Linked DNA regions of Arachis hypogaea: region 2 is linked to region 1. The links are chromatin contacts, called in public Hi-C maps. All regions are on one chromosome and are shown on one strand. Each heading gives the region's core, a stretch centred on a gene start, on an enhancer-like site or on the middle of the called end of the contact. The rest is flanking DNA. Distances are from core to core; before and after follow the strand shown. Region 1 holds the start of LOC112703376 (pentatricopeptide repeat-containing protein At2g13600). Region 2 holds the start of LOC112703380.

Region 1 (4,232 bases), core at 916-3,415:
GACAAGTGAAGTATACTAGCTACACTGCAACTCTTTTGTGCATTCTGTTGAATTTTATTGAGCTCTGCATTATGTATGTTAATATTATGCACTTAAATTATTTATTAGGATTCATTTACTTGTGTTGTATAATTTTGCCCCAAAAATTATGCACTTCTGCAGCACTTTCAGCAAATTTTGCTTAGTATGTGATGATTTTCTGCTATTCTACACTTTTTTGGCACAAAATATACTCTTATAAGTAAAAAATATATATTCTTAGCTAAAAAAATCAGCAAACCAAAATAAATATCAAAGAAACCACTTTTCATTGAATTTTCAATTCATACAAGTTCATTACAAGTGAAGAATTTAACAAACAATTGTGTATTTCCAAAACCTATGCTAATATAACTCTTATGCTATTCTTAAAGCAACCAGTAGCTGTGAGAATAGTTTTCTTGTCCCTGCAGATGTACTCTTTGGGAGACCAAGACAGCTTTAACAAAAATAGAAATGGTTATCAAGAATTGGAAGCTGAGTTGTAGTCCTGAGGAATATGACTAAGAGATCTTGGTTGATGGAGGATGTATACAGATTTTGTGAAAATCAACATGCTTGATGGATAGATTGCTATGACTAACCACGACAATGCCTACAACAAACCTGCATATAGAAGTAAATGGGAATTTAGGAAACAGTTATATCATCCGTAAAAACTTAAAAAACAGCAAACTACAATGATGGAAATAATTCAAAGATTTGATAGATATGATTATCACTAAGCAACAACAAGTGTAAATGCCTTTTGATTGATTCAATTGAAAGCTATCTATATTATACAACATAGAAGATGCTTGCACAAAAGCCAGAAAACCTAATAGAAATCAAAGCATCAGTTTTAGACTTTTAGATGATAAATAGAGAAAAAATGTATCATGAACATTTCATCCAATTCTGATTTAACAAGCTAGAAATTAAAAAGATGTTTCCACCAATATTGATTAATTATTTATCTCAACATACATAGGAAATAATTGCGAAAAGAAGAGTAGGCTTACATACACTAATCCTATTAGAAAAATGGAATGCATCATGCAGAGACACAAATAAGATTTTTGAGGTTTTAACCATAACACCTATTTGAGTATTATTATGACTAATTGCATTGCAATATCTGCCAATATTAAGAGATAATAAAAAGACAATAATAAAAATAGCAAAAAAATTCAGATTCAATTTAAGAGATAATATCAAATAAGTTTCTTAATCCTAATGCTTTTGGAGAATTCTTTGTTTCCTTTATGCAGTAGTGTTTTTTGAAATCAACCCACAAAAAATCACATCAAATGAGGTGGTTTCAATCAATTCTTATGATAATAACAACAATCACATGAAAGCAATCAATTTTATTTTCTCTCTGTTTTCACTAATACCGTGAAATTAAAAACAAATTACTGAAATTCCTAACTAACAAATTGTCCAACTTGGAGTTAGTGTGACTAAAATCAGATAGAAAAACAAAACGGGATGTGAATTCAATTTGACATTGGGTTCTTACCTCCAAGGGTTGTGTGGGAAACTTGATGCTAGTCACAAATGTGGATTAAATCAGAGACAAGTCCATATAAAGGCTTCCCAACCACTGGAAGATCAGCTGAATCCGGGAGAATTTGGAGTTTCGAAGGGTCCACATTGACTCCATACTTGAACCTGATATCCTAAACCCAGAAACAAATCATCAAACACACGGTAACAAAAGTGGATTTGCGAACACCCACACAACAATCAAGAAGAAGAAGGAGAAAAGGAAAAAAAGAGCAGAAGAAGAACCAGAGAGATTCACCTCGAAGAAGAAGAATCCTTGACGAGGAGGAACCGCACCGAAAAGATCCAAGAAAAGGCGAAGAATGAAGACGCCAACTAGGGAGAAGAGAGATTTCTGGGGATAGAAGGAGAAACCCTCGAACCAACTTAGGAAAAATAGGAATCTGAATAGCTTTTGTCTTTTTCTTTCTTTTAATTATTTAATTTTTAATTTAAATTAACAGGATAAAATAGTCATTTTCAATTAGGTAGTGTCTTATTCTTTGTAAACCAAACATAATATTAGACATTATACTAATAATATGTCTATCATATTCAAACAATATATATAGACACAAATATTTTATGTCTATGTTTCAGTACTTACACAAAACAAACGCAGCCATATAGCGACAGGACTTGTGCTATTTTGCCTTTTAACCTAGAAAGTAGAAACAAAACTCTGGCCCTAACCTTAAGTAAGTCACGCAGCGCCTCCCTCCGTCATTTTTTTTGTTCTGAATTCCCATCCTCCTCCTCGACGTATGCTCTGAGAGAGTGAGCACTGAGCAGTCCATCCTCTATTCGACCATTCCTTCTCCTCCATCCTTCTCACGCAGGAGCAGGGGAGCCTTCGTCTTCGCTCTCATCGTGCCGTCGCAAGTCCCAACCGCAGCGCTCTTCTCCGCGCAGCCGTAGCAGAGAGCGCCAGCCGTCGCGGTAAACCGAGCAGCCCTCTCTGTCGCCAAGAAGCCCTCGCTGTCACCAAGAAACCGCATCTTTTTGGGATGTGGCAGCAGTTCGCGTCGTCGCAGTAGGCCGTCACCGAGCAGTCCTCTCCTCGTTGGGCAATAGCAGAAGTTCAAGCCCTCTCCTGCAACTCAACAATGTTTTATTCGGAGGTCAGTATATTCACCAATTTTTAGAGTAAAATTTGTTGTTGTCACTGGCCCTAATTTGTTGTTGCTGGTCCTAATTTTTTATTTGATAATAATTCCTAATTTTTTGTTTTTTGTTGTTGAAAATTTTTTAGTATAATTTGTTGTTGTTTGAGAACAGATTTTGGGTTAGAGCACTGAAAGAGTGATAGTTGTATCTGAATTTTTGTTGATTTGTGTTGCTGCTCCTAATATGTTGTTGATGGTCCTAATTTTTTGTTGAGTAAAATTTGTTGGTGTTACTGGTCCTAATTTATTGTTGTTGTGATTTCCCATCTTGTTATTTTATGTGCCAATAAGGACAAAATGTAGTCAATTGTTTTCTTTGAGTCTCTGTTGCGCTTATGTTGTTTTGTTCGAATCCAGTTCTGTTATATTAAGAAAAAGCTTCTAGAATTATTGGGGTATCAATATCATCCAAGTGCTATTATGTTTTGAGCCTTCTTTGCTCTATTAATGAAGGCTACTTGGATGAGTTTTTTGTCTGACTTATACAAAGTCTAGCGATGTTTTAAAACCGAACAAAATCGAACAACTGAAAAAAAATCAATAACTTAACAAATTGAAAACCGAACAAACTAAATATTTATCACTTAAATTTTTTTTGCTCTTTGTAAGTTTCAAATTCTGTTTTTTGTTCTGTTTTTCAAATTTCTGCTTTTGTTCTGTGATTCTGTTTGCAAATTCAGTGGTCAGTGGTCACTACTAATCTGTTGGTTAGTTTTGATTATTTGATTATAAATTCTAAATAATTGGTGCTAATTTTTCTTAAAGATGTTTATTTGCTTAAAGATGTTTTGCTCTTTTGCTGGAGAAGATCAAAAGGTGGCTGGCTGCCTTTTGTTGGAAAAATTAAGAGAAACTAGTTTTTATCTTTTGTTGTGTTGATTGTTGAACCTTTCATGACTTTAATTGTTGTATTGTAATTTCTTTTGTCGTCGAACTTCTTGTATCAAGACTTTTGTTAGTTATTGTGTTGAGTGATTTTATGTTATGACTGTGTGAAATTAAACGTGTTATTTTTGTTGCATATTTTTTTGTTGAAAATATCATAGGACAAGTTATTAGGATACCGGATATAAGTAGGACAAGTTACTTTTTCGAATTAATTGAAAAACCGAGAAACTGAACCAAACCAATTGAAGAATTCATATAAAGTTGGATTGGATGACTTCTTTTCTTAAAAAACAGAACCAAACCACACCATGAACACCCTTAGTCTCTGAATCATTCTTTGGCTCAGCAGGTTCACCATCCTCTGTAACAGCACTCTCTAAATCAACTCTTTCCGCTGTTTCTTCTGCGGGCTTGTGAGACTGCTCCTCCTGATGCCCATTTGCATTTGCACTAGCTGTTAAAAAAACACAAACATGTTCTTTGCCACTTCAGTTTTGGGCATGTTTTGTAATGAGAAACTGCCACACCATGGACGCAGGGGAGAATACCTACTCGAATCTGTTGCGTGGATATGCGAAAGATTGGAACTTGCACGGTGGAAGAGCAATTCAC
Region 2 (4,232 bases), core at 957-3,456, 150 kb before region 1:
AAAAAAAGATGATGATGATGATGATGATGATGATGATGATGATGAAAAAGCAACAGAAGATGAGGAGGATGAAGAAGAAGAGTTTTGAATTATGTAGAATTTATCAGCACACATACACCAAAAATTCTTAAATAGAATATAGTCAAATGTCTTCATGTTACACCCAAATTTACTACAAATACAGAAAAATATTTTCTTTGATGCAGAACTTTTACATTACATTTAACTCAAACCATCAACAATGAAACATTATTCACCTACAGAATCACAAACTACTAACTAAAAAATTAACTTAAAACGAATCACACGTTATCTAGTTGATTGGATTCAAAACAATAATCAATTTCATTTTGATTCAATTAATAATCTAAACTTGAATTATTCATTATTTTCAACAACGAGATAAGGAGGAGAAGGAGAAAAAGGAAGGAGGAGGAGAAATTCCAATGAAAAAAGAAGAAGGAAGAAGAGGAGTTGGTGGTGTTGGTGACGATGATAACGAAAAATGAGGAGGAGGAGGAGAAGAAAAAGAATGTGTGTGCATTGATTGAAATCTGTTAAATTAAGAGGCGTGTGAAATGTGCGTGCGTAAGACGCGCACGTGAGAGTGATTTAGAAAAAAATAACTTGTATATAATTATATAGTAAAATAGTTTATATGTGGAGAATAATTTTTTTTAGTCGAAAATAGAATATTTGTTGAGTATTAGATTGTGGATGTTTTTTTATGTAATGTCGGATGGTCGTTTTTAAACGTTTTGATCGTTCTTTTGGCTTTTTTTTTCCTTTAGTAGGTTCATTTATTTCGTTTTGTATGTTTTTTTAATGAGGTTTTAGATATTAATATTTTAAGTATTTTGTATGATTTATTTTGTTATATGATGGTTGCTTTTATATAAATTTAAATGTTTCTCCATTTATAGATTTTTGGATTTTTTTTTTATGTGCTAGTGTTGAACGGATGAGAAATAATTTTTTTTAACTGTTAAACAAATTAAATCATCGTTCGTTATTTCTTGATAAAATGACACTACTTTTTAATTTCTTGAATCTTGATAGATATCTAAACATTCTTTTCTTCATCATTAAAATAAGTCATGCATTTTTTTAACTTATTTTAGAAAAATACCATACAATAATATATATATATATATGTATATATATATATATATATATATATGTATTTGTTTCTTGATGGATAACAAAACTACTTTCATATACATTAAAATTAGCTCATTATGTACTTGTTTGGATGCCATTATTTTAATAAAAAAAAATTTTTTTTATTGTAAAAATATCTTTTTTTATTTTTTAATGTGTTTGGCAAATTTTTAATAGTAACAATAAAAACACTAAAAAAATAAAAAGACATCTTTTTTGAGAAGTTGTAATTTACATCTTTTTTTAAAAAGTTTTTTTCCTTAAAAAAAAGATGTTTTTCATGTAATAAATAAACAAAAAAATTACTTTTAGATTGTTATACCCAAACATAATTGATAAATAAAAATATCTTTTTGCATGAGATACCCAAACATAAAATTACTTTTATTTTTTCATAAGATCTTTAAAATAAAAAATAACTCGAAAAAATATCTTTTCTTATAAGCTCACCTAAACAAGCTCTATATGTGTATGTATTTATTAATTTATATACTTTTCAACTAAAGAATTAATTATTAGAATAATTAAATCTGTAATAGTAAAATAATGTAACTTGTAATAATAGTGAATAATGAAATTTATTTATAATAGTATAATAATTTTTTTGAGAGGTCAAATATGTATTTTAATCGTGATGAGTAATTTTTATTATACATATATATAGCATGATTTTTATTCAGTAAAAAATAATTTTTTGACTGAATCAAATTATTATTCAGTAAACTATTTTAGTTTTAGTATTTTATCATTAAAAATAAAATATATAAAAATATTAACTTAAAATAATTTTGTAGGAAACTAAAATACTTTATATTGTTGGAAAAATATATAAAATAAATACAATTTATTCCATTAATAAGAGATGATTTTATGTTCTTTTAAAATTACACTTCACAAATTAAGAGTAGAAAAAAGAATGAGTTTTACTAATTAACAACAGTAATCACAATTCACAAATAGAAAATTATCATAAAAAAAAAAAAACTGAACTTTCCAAGTCTTTTCACTTTAACACACTGAATTAATACTCTTGAGATATTTTTTGTTGATAACTTTTGATTGTAAGGTAGCACATGAAAAACTAAAAGCAAACAAGTGGATTTTTGCATGGGATATGTTTCCCAAAAAGCATGACTAGTGCTAAAAAAAAGTATCAAGCATTAAGGGACCCAAAATCATAACATAATGTTAGTGGAAGTCAGCATCAGGCGCCTGTTACAGGAGCCATTTTCTCATATTCAAATTCCATCATCTGCCGAACCACACACTTAAAAGTCGTTGAAACAAACAAAATAAATAATTAATAAATGAATAAATACAAAGACAAAAAGAAAACCTATTAAGAAGCAGCACCAACCCAAATGGCAAAATGAAAACCCAAAAGGGCAGAGAAGAATCAAGAATCTCTCTCTGTTCTTAGTTTGGTTTTCTCTAAGCCTTTTCTTTCCTTTTCTTTTCATTTCACCATAAGACAGACAAAGCTTAAACTACAAGGTTTCTTTCCTTCCCCTTATTGAACTCCACAAAGCCAAGGAAGAGAAAGGAATTAATAAATATGGTTCAAAAGAAGGTACTAAAGAAGGTTGGTATCAAAGGTGATCATATTAACAAACCAGAGAAGCGCTTCACAAACATGAAGCTTTCTTCTTCTGCTTCTTTGTCTTCTCAGAACCAAGATGGAAAAAGCAAAGGTACGGACATGAAGAAGAAAATTAAGAAACCAATAAGGTCAATCAATCTTTCTGATATTGAGGCTCTTCAATCGCCTTCTAGAAGATTCACATCCCAGCCGGGAAAGCCACCGCCATCATCTCTTCATGTTCCAAGAACTACTACACCAGCAGCTTCCCCACAAAAGCAGAATACTCCGGTGAGAAAACTATCGTAGACAAACATTTCAATGTTACTTATGGATTGTATTATATACGTATAAGGTATTAGATTAATATTTTTATTGGTAAATTTATTATGTTAGTAGTTATAATTTTACTAAATTTATAATTGAATTTGTATAGTTTAAAAGCTCTTAACAAGGTTCATATACTGTTTTAAATTTTGTAATTAAATTTTTAGGGTGTCAAAACTGTTAAGTGTGAGGGAGTATTTTTAATTTGGAGAGAAATATGTCGTTAACTTTAACGTTTTTTAGAAAGAAATACCTATTTACAAAAATTAAAATTGTGCAGAGTTCTAACTAAAAACTTTCATATTATAAAAAGTTAATAATAAATTTGGTGAAATTATAAAAACTAAAATAGTAATTTAACATTTTTAATTTTTATCAATATATTTAAGAAGCATACAGAATCATATTTAATTCTTGTATTTGTGTTTCCGAAATGCAGGTGAGAACATTTGATGGAAATTCTCCAAATTACATGAAGCCCACAAGCAGTTCACATGCGAAAAAGGAACTTTTCCCAGTGAGCCTAAAAAACACTGCTACTCAACCTAGTACTAATGATTCCAAGAGTCTTCAAAAGAAATTCTCAAGTGATTCAAAGAAAGTAGCTGGCTCTGTTTCCAACAAAAAATCTGCAAAGAATTTGACAAGATCATCAAGTTTGAGTCTGGTGAGATCCTTAACAAAGACTACTAGTTTCAAAGCTTCTTCTAGAGCTTGTCCGAAAAAATCGACAGCCAGACCCACTTGTTCTTCGACATTGAAGGACTCAAAGTTTCCGGCATACCTCATGCTTAATCCCGGGGGAAGCGAGTCGGAGGGAACTTCTATGGCCAAGGTTTGTCCGTACACTTATTGTTCTCTTAATGGTCACCAGCATGCAGACTTGCCTCCGCTCAAGAATTTCGTGACAGCAAGGCGGCGACTCCTGAAGAAGCAGAAGAGCAATATGCTTGATGCTTTGAGTCCTCGGAAATCAAATATGAAGGTGCCTTGTGATACAAGGAATGGCTCTGAGATTGGCATGGATGGCTTTATTGAGATCTATGCTAAGGAAAAGGAAGCAGAGTCAACTGAATTGCAAAAATTCGATTTGATTGTGGAGAATGAGGATCCAAAGGATTGTGTTTCCAAGGGAATTGTTCCAAATGAGCGAAATCCAGAAGAT

Evidence for each region. A called contact is a pair of places that touch in the nucleus more often than the background predicts.
Region 2: a Hi-C map of leaf shows a contact between it and region 1, with 2.3 times the contacts expected there. The contact joins the promoter of LOC112703380 here to the promoter of LOC112703376 in region 1. A contact is called at or near these places in 2 of 8 Hi-C or Micro-C datasets (both in leaf).

Annotation. Positions count from the first base shown.
Region 1 is chr7:71,555,384-71,559,615 of arahy.Tifrunner.gnm2.J5K5, reverse strand. LOC112703376 (pentatricopeptide repeat-containing protein At2g13600) reads left to right here and starts at 2,165. Exons shown (of 3, transcript XM_025754799.3): 1 at 2,165-2,687; 2 at 3,970-4,232. The coding sequence starts at 4,192. It overlaps LOC112704128 (a long non-coding RNA gene), which reads right to left and starts at 1,972. Exons shown (of 3, transcript XR_003154796.3): 1 at 1,826-1,972; 2 at 1,541-1,700; 3 at 290-645.
Region 2 is chr7:71,704,970-71,709,201 of arahy.Tifrunner.gnm2.J5K5, reverse strand. It overlaps LOC112703380, which reads left to right and starts at 2,206. Exons shown (of 3, transcript XM_025754802.3): 1 at 2,206-3,031; 2 at 3,507-4,232. The coding sequence starts at 2,717.